Linked DNA regions of Zea mays: region 2 is linked to region 1. Evidence: chromatin contacts called from public Hi-C data. All regions are on one chromosome and are shown on one strand. Each heading gives the region's core, a stretch centred on a gene start, on an enhancer-like site or on the middle of the called end of the contact. The rest is flanking DNA. Distances are from core to core; before and after follow the strand shown. Region 1 holds the start of LOC103627496. Region 2 holds the start of LOC100384725.

Region 1 (6,688 bases), core at 1,538-4,037:
TAATCTCCATTGAGATTGATTTGTTTTATCTTTACATATTTTACTTTTTCTATTGATTATTTAGTTGCAGCATTTAATTGGTATGTTGGTCTATGAAATAGTGAAATGAAATTTTGTATTGAGAGACATTGTTTCATTCTTAATTTCATGACACTACACTCCTTGATGATGTTACAATGTTAGAAAGAGAGTTATGAAATGCCCATTGGGATTAGCCTCAGTGGTTGTCGAATGAAGACTTTTGCATAGGATGAGTTTCTCTTTGTTTTATCTGAACGATTGCAGCTTCCTCCGCAAATTCTATGTTTTCCGTGCAAATGTATGCAGTTTTGTATGCATTGACAAAGGCTAACAACACAGCCAAAAACACTACGACAAGTCGATAATGTTGTCTTGTGCCTTATTCTACGTTCTCTATTTGTATTTTGTATTGTATGTATAGGTCCTGAAAACAAGAAAAACAAATTGCAAACGCAAGGAAGAACGAGCGGATATTAGCTACTCCTGCATGTTGGTGTTCTGCTGTGGAGCCCTGTACGCGGCCTCCAGCGAGTTCGCAAGCGACGCCGAGAACGCGGCCATCGACTGGAACACGGCAGGCAGCTTCCCCTGCACGGCCGTGACCGTGGCCGTCCTCGTGGCGTCTATGGCCTTGGCATGCCTCCGCATCTCGTCCTCCACCATCTTCCGGCAAGCCGCGATCTCGTCCCTGCGCTGCGCCACCTCGTTGCCCGCATCGTGCGCCTGCCTCCCCCAGTGCCACATCGACATGCCCCCGGGCAGGTACGAGTCGTAGTAGCTCTTCTCGACCTGCCGCAGCATCCGGGACTTGCGGTCCAGCTCGCGGGAGTACTGCCTCACGCGCCGCGCCACCCGCAGCTCGTCGCTCTGGAGCGCGTGGATCGCGCGGACCGCGCCCGCGAAGCTCTTGATCGACTTGAGCACGTCCACGCAGTGCACGCGGTCGAGCACCTTCCCCCACCGGTCGACGAACGCGGCGAGCTCCGCCGCCACGGGAGAGGCCTCGGCGGCGCCGTTGACCGGCGTCAGCGTCAGCTTGAGCCAGCCGTGGACGGCGTGGACGTAGTCGCGCTGGTGCTTCGCCATGTGCGCCATGGCCGCGGACCAGGCGTTCATGGCGGCCTCGAGCGCCCGCGTGGCCCGGTGGTGGATCTCGCTCGTGGGGTCCATGGACGTGCGGCTGCTCAGCCCGCGCAGCTGCTGCGCGAGCAGGCCCTGCGCCTCGTGGTGCTGCCGCATCGCCCGCCACATGTCGAGCACGGCGTGGCAGAGCTCCAGGAGCTGGCGCGCGAGGTGGGCGTCGCGGAGCTGGGAGATGGCGGAGGAGGTCGCGTCCACGGACTGGGAGGCCGTCTCCAGCTGCCCGCGCGCCCTGTCCCACGCCGCCTTGAGCTTCTGGATGTCGACGTCGATCTTCCGGCTGTACTCCTGGTCCCGCAGCTCAGCGAGCTTCTTGTCGTGCCTTATTTGCGATTTCTCTCTGGCCTGCGTGTGGTAACATCACGTTATTCCAGCGGTAACATCTAATCATGACAGCGGTAACACAAACTATATACCATCGTGACTGCTTTTAGCAATTAGGTATATATATGTTGTCTCTTGTCAGTGTCTTTAATTTTGTTCGATCACCTTGACTTCCTTGTAGAGCTTCTTCTCCCATGCCAGGAGCTGCTGCAAGGTGGCGCTGTGCCTCTGCCGGCTGCTCATGCTGTCGATGCGGTCGAGCGTTGGCGCCGAAAGGCAGCAGAGCGCGCCCAAGAAGCTGTGTGAGGCTGAGGCACCTGCGAGCAAATTCAGCTGGCCAGTCAGTGAGACATCACACACCACACGCGTCTTCTCATCTCATTGGCCAGTCAGTGTGTATTGTGAGTCTGTGACGCCGCGGCGGCTTACCGTTGAACTCGGTGGTACTGGCCTCAAACAGGGCCGACACCGTGTCTCCGGCGACGCTGGCCTTGACAAAGTACTCCTCCAGCCCCGCCGCGACCTCCGCGAGGCTCCGGTGCCTCACCACCATCCTCGTCTCCTCAAAAACAGCGCCGACGTCAGCAGGAACGGCGCCGCCCCGCCGCGCCTCGGGCTGCGGTTGTTGGTCGATGGCGCGGAGCAACGGCGGAGGCGAGGACGGGACGACGACCGGGCGGTGCGCGATCACGGCGGGCGGGGTGTGGTCGGACACCGGGAGCGGCTCGCCGACCGCGAAGCGCGTGAGCGCGGACGCGACGACGCCGAGCGACCGGAGGTACGCGGCGTGCGAGGCCGCGAGGTGCCGCCGCAGGCGCACGGCCTCCCGCGCGAGCCGCCGCCGCTCCCGGCACCGCTTCGTGTGCTCGCGCGCCGCCGCGCGGGCAGCGTCCCCTTCCCGCGACGAGGCAGCTCCCATTCTCGCTTCGAGACTAATAAGTCGCAAACTTCAAGCTAGGTAGCTAGCGACGACCTAGCGTATGTAGGTAGGGAGGGTCGCGGCTGGAGCTGGATTGCGAGGCGAGCAGTGGAGATAGAGAAGTTGCCTGCGCGCCGAGCTGGTTTAGGAGGGTTTAGTAGCATTCGAGGGAGTGATACGTACTTATTATCGGCGTCGATCATCTTGATGGCGCGTTTGCTATGAACACGCCCCGAAGAGGGTAGAAAGGAGGACGTGGAAGAGGAGAAAGGCGATTGACGGGATCAGCGAAGACGGGAGGTGGTGGGAAAAGGGAGGAGCATCGCATCGGACGTATTCAGATGGAGGTTACGCGTATCCCAAATCCATCCGCGTACTCTCTGCTGCTTTGCTGAGCGTCAAGTGTACAGCTGCATGAGCTGTGTGTTGCGGTGTGGATGATGTTGTAAGCTGCCGACTCGTGTCAGTACGCGCGAGCACTCTGTGCAAGTAAAAGCTGTACGTATGGTCTCCTTACAAAAAAAAAGTTGTACTGTATGATATAACATTGTAAACAGTTCATTATCACCGTCAAAATTGATCACCACTCCTATGGGCTAAGGCCTAAGGCTGGCTCGATAAACCGTTCTGTACTCTAAATTTAGGATTCAGAGTGGTACTCTAGGTGCCCAGCAAGGCACTCTAAATAACACTCTAAATTTTAGAGGATGCCACACGCACTCTAGATGTAGAGACTTCCAAGCGTCTGCTATCCGGGCGAGGGTTCGGGCTCCCGTGGTGGTGAAAAATCCGGACGCTCTGTTGTCCCGTCGCTGGCGACTTTGATCCATCTCGGCGAGGGGGCCTCGCGGCGCGGCTCGTCGGCGGAGCCGGCCAAGCTGGGCTCCAAGAGGCCGTGCGCGAGCGGGTCCAGCGGCGGACCGCTTTCGATGGCTGGAGGCAAGGAGGTGGCCGGCGATGAGACAAAGATCCAAGACTCGGGTGCAACCGTCGGTGTTCGTCGACGTCGAACCGCCATCGCGAAGAGGCTGAGAAGATCCACGGCGCCGACGAAGGAAGGTGCGGAGAAACGCAAGCGCAACTCCTCGCTGCCATCGACATCGTCTTCCATTCGGTCGGGTGCTCCAGATCCAAAGAGAACAAGGTACAAAGCTTCGGTTGTCAACATTGCAGATCCATTCTCCTTTGTATGGTTCTCGTACTTCATATGCTGCAAATCGTCCAGATCTAGGGTTTAGGGTTCAGGCAACATTCAATCGATGGTTCTAGGATTCCTTGACCCCTAGGTTTTCTGTTGATAATTGATGTTGAAATTAAGAAAATTGCATTCTGCTAGAAGCTTTGTTGTTGTAGGAATCAATGTGTATTCAAAAATACATGGCGAGTGGTATTTGACACACTGAATCATGGCCACTAGTGATAACACCAGTTGTTTGGCACAACAATATTGAGTAATCTTCATCAATATTTGAACTGCCTATTGCCAATAGTAGCTGGTTCCGAGTATATTTACCATCAATTTAGCAACTAGGCCACGGTATACATAAAATTTTCAGGTACGTATATTAACAGAACCATATGTTTTATGTAGACCATGGATTCAGAGAACACAAAGCTCCGAAGAGCACTCGCTCATTTAATCAAAGTAGTGGAGCAGCGTTGTGCCGACATCGTCGATGTCGTCCACGGTGCCTTCCAACCAGTTAGCACACCAATCCTCAATGAAATGAATCGTGCTTTAGTTCAGATCGAGGACCTCGCGAAGGACCTTGATCACCTTGCACTGGAAAAAAGACTGGGAGATGGAGCACATGGCCCCTTCACCAATTGCTGAATCATCAAAAACAGAGGATGAGCTTCTGATTGACTATGATTCAGAGTTGAACACTAATAATATTGTCTGCTACGACGACGGACGTGACTACTCCACCGACGACACCTATCCCTACTAGATTACCATGCACCTAAGGAAGTAGTGTATGTGTTAGGTTTATGTAAGTCGTACTAGTCTTTTGTATGTGAACCAAGGTTTTAAAGTCGTCCGACTAATCGCGATTAATCACGATTAGTCAGCCTTATCGCTAGAGGGAGCTCGATTAGGGTCTCCGACTCGACTAGAGCGACTAGGAAGCGATAGTCGTCCTAGTCGCCGACTAATCGCGATTAGTCATCCGACTAGGTATAGTGGTCGATTAGTTTTGTCTGTTTTGGGCCACTAATCTGGTCTCTGTTACATGGGCCGGCCCACCATCTGTACAACACAAATACTGTTTTGCCCTACTTGTACCAATACAATACACGCATTACGTAGTGCATGGTCGCGCGTGCACCCTTCTCTAGCGCCGCCGCCCTCCTCCCTTGTCACCCTGCTGTGCTCTGGCGACCCTCTGCTCGAGCGTCAGCTGTAGTCTGTAGAGCCCCCCCCCCTCCAGCGTTGTTTTGTAAAATATAAATAGCATATAGTATACGTATGTATGCAACACTATCTCTACTCTTCAAAACTTCCTCCACGATTTTACTAGACCCATTAGTTTCTGCCTTCCGCAGCTATCCTCCCGACCCACTAGGCCACTACGACAATGTCCCTAGGACATCTCTTGATCTCGCATACCTAGTCAAGAAATCTTGGGTCCTCCACTAAATCATTGTACTGCTGTCCTGCTACAGCTAGTGTACTGTTGTATTGCAGTTCTACTACAACTTATATATTGATATATACATATGGTCTTGTTATAGGTGGACGACTAGACTTGACTAATCGAGCAAATCGACGACTAATCATGATTAATCACCTTATCGGTGCTCAGGCGACTAGAGTCGACTAGCCGACTTTAAAACCTTGATGTGAACACAACAGATGTGTGCCACAAGTTCCTGGTTTCGTTGATGTCATGTTTATGTTCACGTGCTATGTTCAATGTTATCAACTTTCCAATATATCTAGTACTCAGCACTTGTGACTTTGTTGTGCCTGTCCTGTTTAATGTGTCATGGTTTCTATTCATTTGAAATGGTTGCCTCAATGTACTACACTTATTCATTTTAATCACTTGTATTTTTGATGTGAGTACCTTAAATGTACAGCATGGGTACGGACTGGAACCAAGTTATGGCACAATATGGCAGTTTCCTATCCGAGGATGATGGCACTCAGTTTCAGAAAACTGCATTTGCTCCTCAGCCTGATATACCAGCCCAGGGCTCACCAGCAGCACCTCCAGTGAAGAAGGCTCCTCAACGTACAAAGCTAGCAAATTTCACGTCTAAAGAGGATATGAGGGTTTGTCAAGCTTGGTTGGCTGTGAGTTGTGATCCCATAGTGAACACTGGTCAGAAGCATCAAGGATTTTGGAATCAGATTACAGAGGCATACAACTCTCACAGAGGATCAATGCCAGAGAGGTCTACGAAATGTCTCATGAGCAGGTGGGACAGTATCAAAACTCAATGTTCTACCTTTGCTGGATACATGACGGCTGTGCTTCGACAAAACCCAAGTGGCATGACTGATGCAGATAAGGTACGTGTATGTACTATTATGCATATGTTCTTCAATGTACTTAACTACACCCTAGTGGTTGAGGAAATGCATATTTTGTTTTGTAGACTTCTCTTGCAGCTACTCGGTTTGCTACTGTTGAAAAGAAGCCCTTCCATTTCTTACATTGTTGGTCCATATTGAAGGATCAACCAAAATGGATGGACCAGCACATGGGTAACCAAAATCCTCCACCCAACCCAATAGGTACCCAATCAAATACTATTGACTTAGATGGTGGTGAAGACTTAGGTCCATCAAGCTTTACTTTGAAGAGACCGCTTGGTCGTGATTCATCCAAGGAAAAGGCAAAGAAGCAAAGATTTGAGAACACATCATCCACTGATTCCGAGTACCTAACACGGATGGGTGAGCTTTCTTTGGAACGGTTATCTATCTACAAATCAGTAGCTTCAACTGAGGAGAAGAAGTTGGAGTCCATGAACAGACATGAGAGGCAGAAACTGATATTGGAGAGGAAGAAGCTAAACTTGGAGAAACTCAAGATGGAACGACAAAAGGTCAAGGAGGACACGGAATAGGAGGTTCTAATATTGAGCATGGATTTGAGTAAATGTAACCCCCTACTTCGACAGTACTACGAGGCTCAACAACAGGAGATACTGGCAAGGGTTACTGGAACCTCGTCGTTAAGCAAGTGAACGTTGAGCAAGGCATTGTAGTGGTTGAGGAAGTACTGTTATTTGTTTTCGAGAAAAATTTTATGTTTTTGCACTTGCGAACTT
Region 2 (6,688 bases), core at 2,367-4,866, 240 kb after region 1:
CAATCGCGCACCTGAACGGAGACACGCTTCTCTTCGTACACGGACTCTCCCGGGACCATGTTCTTGGTGCAGAGCGCATCCTCCTTGGACTTGGAGATGAAAACACCGGCGATTTGGTAAATAGGACCGCCACATCCTCCCCTGCATCGACAACGGCCAGCTCTCTGCGTGCCGTCACAAGACAACTCAGCTTGTGACCTGATAGGCCGTCACAAGACAACTCAGCTTGAGAGGTCGAGATGCTGCTCTCCTTCCCTTCCTCACTACTACAATATGTACTAACACCAATTTGCCCTGTTCTACAACCTTAAATCATCCTCATCCTCCTAAGTAGTACTACAAGCAGTTCCACACAGTATACGGCGGTCATCTCTGCACCATGGCGTCGGCACGCCCGTCCTTGAGCCTCCAACTGGTGCTCCAGCTCCTGGACCCATGGATGAAGGCGGCGCTGTGGTCAGACACCACGTCATCGTCGTTGAGCTCAGGCATGGCGCGCGCGACCGCCGCCGACGGGGCGTGGCCGCGTCCAAAGCAGGCGAAGACGCTGCAGAGGAAGCGGCGGACGGTGCCCCTGTCCGTGGCCGCGGCCTGCCTGGCGCCCCACGAGATCCGCCTGGGCGCGTGGCCGCTGTTAAAGTTGAACTCGCCTTCCATCTCCGTGTACACCATGGGGAGCTCCCTCTCGTCGGGCCTCGACCCGCCGGCGAACCTCCCGACCGTGACCCGCCGCCGGGGAGCCTCCAGATGGTGAGCCTGACCCTGGCGTCCTCGTCTGCGGCGGCGGCGGCGGCGGCAGCGCGCGGGGCGGCGTTGAGGAGGCTGAAGTTGGCGCCCGGCGCGGCGAGGGCCGCGCATGGTCCCGCAGAGGTGGTGATGGCGACGGGTGGTACGGCGAGTCCCGCCAGCGCGGCGGCGTTGGGGCGGGCGGCAGGACGTGCCTGAGGCGTCTCTGACCAACAACGGAGTCTGCGGGAAGCACGAGTCAGTGAGGTTAAGGAAATCCGTTGCGGCAAGCGGGCGAAGGGAGGGGCGGTCGTTTGCGGCGGTCGCGGAATGTGCGGGATTGCGGTGGGGTCGCGGACGTACGGACTGCGGCGGGCGGGCGGAAGGAGGCGGGGCGGGCGGGCGGAAGGAGGCGGGGGCAGTCTACAAACGAGACTTAATAGTTAGTAGAGATATAAATTGAATTTAAACTAGTTTATCTCAAAATATATATTTAAATAAGTCGTAACTCGTAAATGAACAAATACATAGAAATAAGGAATGGCCTCATGACAGAGTGAATATGTACGGCAGCTAGTAGGGGCACTACACTTACACTACTACTACATCCTTGGAGAGGCTGGCCATGGCTCTGGCAGAAACAAGTGTTGGTACCTTCTGATGCGTTGATGCCGGTGGCAAGTGTGCATTATATGCGTGTGTGTACAAGCGGAGGCGCGACCATGCAAGGGCTGCGCGCTGATGTACGTGGGAAACAATAATAACAGCGCCACCCGATACGTGTCCGAAAGCGATCAGCAGAGTGACAACCGACAAGCAGGCACAGCCCTTTTCGCCACCGTACGGTGTCACTGTGCCGGCAGCTGTTTGGTACCGCCCTATCCGGCTACCCGTGTCACGTCCCATGAGAACCCGTGACTGGCGCCCCTGGCCTACGCGTTATACAAAGCCGAGACTGCCTGCCGGTGCCGGCCTGTGCGCCGCACCGTCGTCCCAATTAATCGTGGGCTAGCAGCACAGCAGAAGCACCCATCCATCAGGGTCAAGGCTCTCCGGCTCCCGGCCCCTGTCACTTCCGCTGCAGAAGGAATACAACGGTGACGATTGACGAACGAAGGGAGCTCGATAGATGAGACGTAACGGAGAAGATCCTCATCCAGCGTTCATGTCCTATCTTCTATGTACTGCATTGCTTCGTTCATAACAGAACGTCGTCCGTGCATGCACAGAGAACTATCGTAGCGTCTATTCAATCCCGCACGCGCGTACATGTATGCATGCTTTCTAGCATATCGGATGTGGTGTACTCGTGTACCGATGTGCGTACAACCCGGGAAAAAAACCTTATCTTCCACGAGCAAAAAATCAAACTTGCCATTGCCAAACTCTCCATGTACCAGACCAGCGTTATCAGAACCTTGTGGCTGGATATATCTCTATCGATCGTGTGACACACACTGAGCAGATGCAGACATGCAGTACAGCTTTTATGTTATGTGTTTATTTGCCAGCGTTTGCCGCGTCTCATCCTACGTATGTATCTTTCTGTCACAGTTACGACTACACGAGTTAGTATAACGTGCGCCCAGTCGGCCATCCATCAACACCGGCAGGCAGCAGCAGACCCATCGATCGCCGTCCGCCTTAACTGAGAGTCTAGCTCAAGCTACAGGTGCCGCTGCTGTTCACGGTGGAGCCGCTCATCCCAAGGTCAGAAGGGGAGGAGGGGCCGGCAGCTCGATCGGGCCGACTTGCCGAGACAGCGCCAGCGCCAGCGCAGCTACCTGCCTACCTCGGTGGTTTAGTCGCAGGACCAGGCCAGGTCCGCTGGATCTGCGGCGTCCAGCGGCGGAGCCTGACGTCAAACGAAAGGGCCGGGGGCGGCAAAACGCAATGGACGTGATCGATAATGGACGAACTGATGCACTCTTACAACGAAAGGGCCGGGGGCGGCAAAACATGATCTATAGTTACAAGTAACTACACATGTGAGCTAGCACTCTTACAGCGGTAGCGACCAACCTCGAATGAAGAAACGCCCAAAACAAAAGTTATAGTTTTAAAAATGTTATTCATCTTCGTAGTCGATAGCCTTTTCATTTAAACCCATCTATTCAACTAAATAAATCATGTTTGATCTCTCACACTGTTTGAAATTTGATTTTTTTTTTCAAACTATCTCGAATAAAAAACCAACTAAAATAAAAGTTGTATATCTTAAAAAATTATATAACTTTATAGGCAGATATTTTATTTGAAATAATCCATCCAAGAAAAAAATGATTGAATTTTCTCACATCTAAAATTCAAATTCTTCAAACGACCACGATGGAAAAATAACCAAAAGGAAACTATAGATCTCATAAAGTAAAAAAAACTTTATTTTAAAACAAAATAAACATGAAATGGTTAAGAGTTAAGACGAATATCCTGAATGGACATAATTGTCTTATGATTGTAGTGGTTAGAGGACATAAGTGTCTTTATGAGTGTCATAAAAATATTAACTAGGTAAGTCATTTTTTTTTGTTTTTAACGGCACAGGTATTTCATTGAGTGTTCCACGACAAAGGTACTCAAGTGTTAAGTCGTTTACCGAATGGCACTTTTGTACGTATAGGCATAAATCGTTTACCTGTTTGTACAGCGATGTCGTGATAGATAACCCTCACTCCATTTTTAGCTGGTTCGTTACACGAATTTGTTAGGTAATTGCCGTATTCCTCACAGCGGGCCCATGCGTCTCGTCAATAAATTATATGGAGCTCGTACTAATCGTCCTCTTCCGGTCTGCTCTTATTGCTAAACCTGGAAACCTGAAGAACAAAAAAAAGTTCTCCCCTCACGCCTATATAAGTACGCCGGCCCAGCTCGACCCCTCCACCCCGCAGTCTGCAGTCGCGCACGCATCCAAACTCCCGAGTCCTCTTGTGTGTCGCGACCTCCACTTCAGCTCCACACACCCCGCCCGCGAGGCTGCGAGCTAACACAAACCCCACACGGCCACACCTGAACCATGGACTTCAGCGGTGAAATCGACGACTTCTCCCTGCAGCTCATCCGCGAGCAGCTTCTCGGCGGCGAGGCTAGCCTCCCCATCGTTACTAACGCCGCGGCGTACTCTGCTTCGGTCGTTCACCATCCCACGCAGGCGGAGTTCCACCAGCCCGCGGCGTTCTTGCCGCAGCCGTCGCATGTTGCGTACGTGGACTTGACGAACGAGTACGCCGCGGACGCCACTGTCGCCTCGGCCGGCGGCGAGGCGGCCTTCCGGGCGGAGCCGGTGATGATCCGGTTCGGGGGTGAGCCTTCGCCGGTGTCCGACCCCAGCCGGAGGCCGCTGCTCACGATCTCTCTGCCTCCGGCCTCGCACGCTTGGGGCCCGGCGGCCGTGCCGCTGGAGGCACCTGGCGCGGCGGCCCTGGACGCGAACGACTTCCGCAAGTACCGCGGCGTGCGGCAGCGGCCGTGGGGCAAGTTCGCGGCGGAGATCCGCGACCCCAAGAAGCGGGGCTCCCGCGTGTGGCTCGGCACCTACGACACCGCCATCGAGGCCGCGCGCGCCTACGACCGCGCCGCGTTCCGCATGCGCGGCGCCAAGGCCATCCTCAACTTCCCTAACGAGGTAGGCACCCGCGGCGCGGACTTCCTCGCGCCGCCGCCGCCGCCGCCGCAAGCCGCGGCAACGTCCCAGAACAAACGGAAGCTGATGCACGACGCCGAGGCCACGGCCACGGCCGGGGCCGGAGCCGGAGCCGAGCCAGCCAAGTCCGTCAAGGCCGAGGCGTCCGGGTCGCCGGCGTCGTCGCTGTCTCCCGCGACAACGACCACCCCGGCCTCGACGGTGACGACGTGCTCTCCTTCGTCGGACGCTGGAGCCGGCCACGAGATGTTTCCCGTGACGCCGTCGAGCTGGACGTGGGAGCAGCTGGAGGGCGTGTTCGGGATCCTGTCGCCGCTCTCGCCACACCCGCAGCTCGGCTTCCCGGAGGTCACCGTTAACTAAGGGGACATCGGTCAGTAAGCATCAATAGGTGTAAAGACGTTAATAATTGTTAGCGGTTTCTAGTTATGGACGGACGGACCTGGCTTTGAACTCGTCTAGAGGATTTGACGTAGCTTTTGGAGCTGCATGTGTGTGTACAGAACGATAAGAAAAAGGAGGCGATAGAATATTTATTAGGGTATATGTATATGTGTCGGTGAAATCTGAACTACACATGTCGACATAGATCGATGGCATAGATATACTGGGGTAATTATATGATCAGAAATGGTGGTACATACGTATATAAGGTGTTTGATTATGTGAACTTTTTGTACATTAAGTAAATAAAGGACTGTACATGCTTATGTAATACAGTATAGCTATATGTTTCTGAATCATATCGCCAATTCGCCATATTTAATTAATCATGTTGCTTTTTGCATTTTCTGGTGCCATATATTTGATCAACACGTTGATAGTAGATGCATGCTACAAAACGCCAGCTAATAAGTACCTCAAGTGCGCAAATGTGAGATGGAACTAGACCAAGGAATGTGTGGTGTTCACAGACGGCGGCTTTATTAGCTTAACTTACAACTATGCTGCTGTTCAATTCACATATTTGTAATGTTAATGGTAACAAAATCATGTTTGGTTAAGTCCAACCGTAATCAGATAACACACTAAAAACTGATATCGTCTTATTCAAACTCATTACCACTAGTAATCAAGTGTGAATCATTATCATTACCAATTAAATTATATTTTGTAAACCAAATGGCACGTATTTGGGCTTGGTTCTATTTTGAGATTTTCCAGAGACTTGCAGTCATTTTTACCCGTCTGAACACTAGCCCATTTGCCACGAGATGTTTACGTTAGAATGCAAAAACATTTGATTGATGGCCCGATGCTCTATCAGAGCAACCATTATATGTAAGCCTTGTAAACAACAGATCCTTGTATAGTTAGTTGTATGCAGAGCAATACAAATAAAGACTTGCATTACTAGCTAGTAAAGTACTAGACGTCTATACCATACCAGAGGCACACACAGAACAGAGACGGTCTGCGTCTGAGTTGTCTCAAAACCCTAAACACACAGAAGATCCATCTATATGTCTGCTCAGCTAATTAGTTGTCTCGACTTCTAACAACAAACGCCGCATCTTTTCGTCTTAATAACCAAGCGTACGTAGACTTGAGAAGTTTAGATTAGATAAGGCGCACGTATGCATGAGCTCTAGCGGTGAATGTCAATCGTCAACTACTGCAATAATTACGTTGCGTGGTCTCATCATCAGAACAGAATCTGCAGTTGGCAGGCATAGAAACTAGTAGAGTTTACCGCCACTTACGGACCCACATGGCTGCTTGCGGTCGAGCTAGCAGGAAAACAATCTACATTGGTAATCTCGTCCGGATCTCCTTATGGATCAGACTAGACGTACGATAGACTGTTTGTTCTACAGTTCCGAACCTATATAATTTTGTGTCTAAGCAAGGAGTGCCTTCCGTGCGTGGTTTCGCTTTCGGGCCGGCCGGTAAATCAGTCGTCGCGCCGCATGTTCAGCAAGCAAGCTCAAATCGCAGAATGGATCAAAGCTAGGCAGGCAGTGAATGGAATGCGTCTCTCCTTGGATCGCCGGTTAGAATTTTAAGACGGGTTTAAGACATCTGCGTTCAACGGAGAGACAAACGGCTTCCGTACGTCAGCAGTTCTCGTTAAGGAGAGAAATGAATGTCTAGTGTCATCAGAGACCGTGAGAGTCACACCGTTGAGATGGCGAGAAGTCTAAACTAATAGTACTAAAAAGGGATTTTTTAATCTCTCGGTTAATTCATGACGCAGTCTACGCGCGCGGTGACGAAAACCCGTTTAAAATTTCAGCTTCGAATGCTTGCCGTGTCATAGTAATTGCGTTCTGAACGGTATTTTTGGCTGATGGCGCTCGGATATCTTCCCTAATTAAA

Evidence for each region. Hi-C and Micro-C count contacts between places; a contact is called where the count stands out from the background.
Region 2: a contact with region 1 is called in a Hi-C map of leaf, with 6 times the contacts expected there. The contact joins the promoter of LOC100384725 here to the promoter of LOC103627496 in region 1. A contact is called at or near these places in 11 of 25 Hi-C or Micro-C datasets (bundle sheath, ear, endosperm and 4 more).

Annotation. Positions count from the first base shown.
Region 1 is chr5:195,466,256-195,472,943 of Zm-B73-REFERENCE-NAM-5.0, forward strand. It overlaps LOC103627496, which reads right to left and starts at 2,788. Exons shown (of 3, transcript XM_008647784.4): 1 at 1,915-2,788; 2 at 1,651-1,802; 3 at 319-1,506. The coding sequence starts at 2,404. The coding sequence ends at 499. It also overlaps a transcript of LOC100381623 not described here.
Region 2 is chr5:195,701,513-195,708,200 of Zm-B73-REFERENCE-NAM-5.0, forward strand. LOC100384725 reads left to right here and starts at 3,617. Exons shown (of 1, transcript NM_001177195.1): 1 at 3,617-4,907. The coding sequence starts at 3,743. The coding sequence ends at 4,732.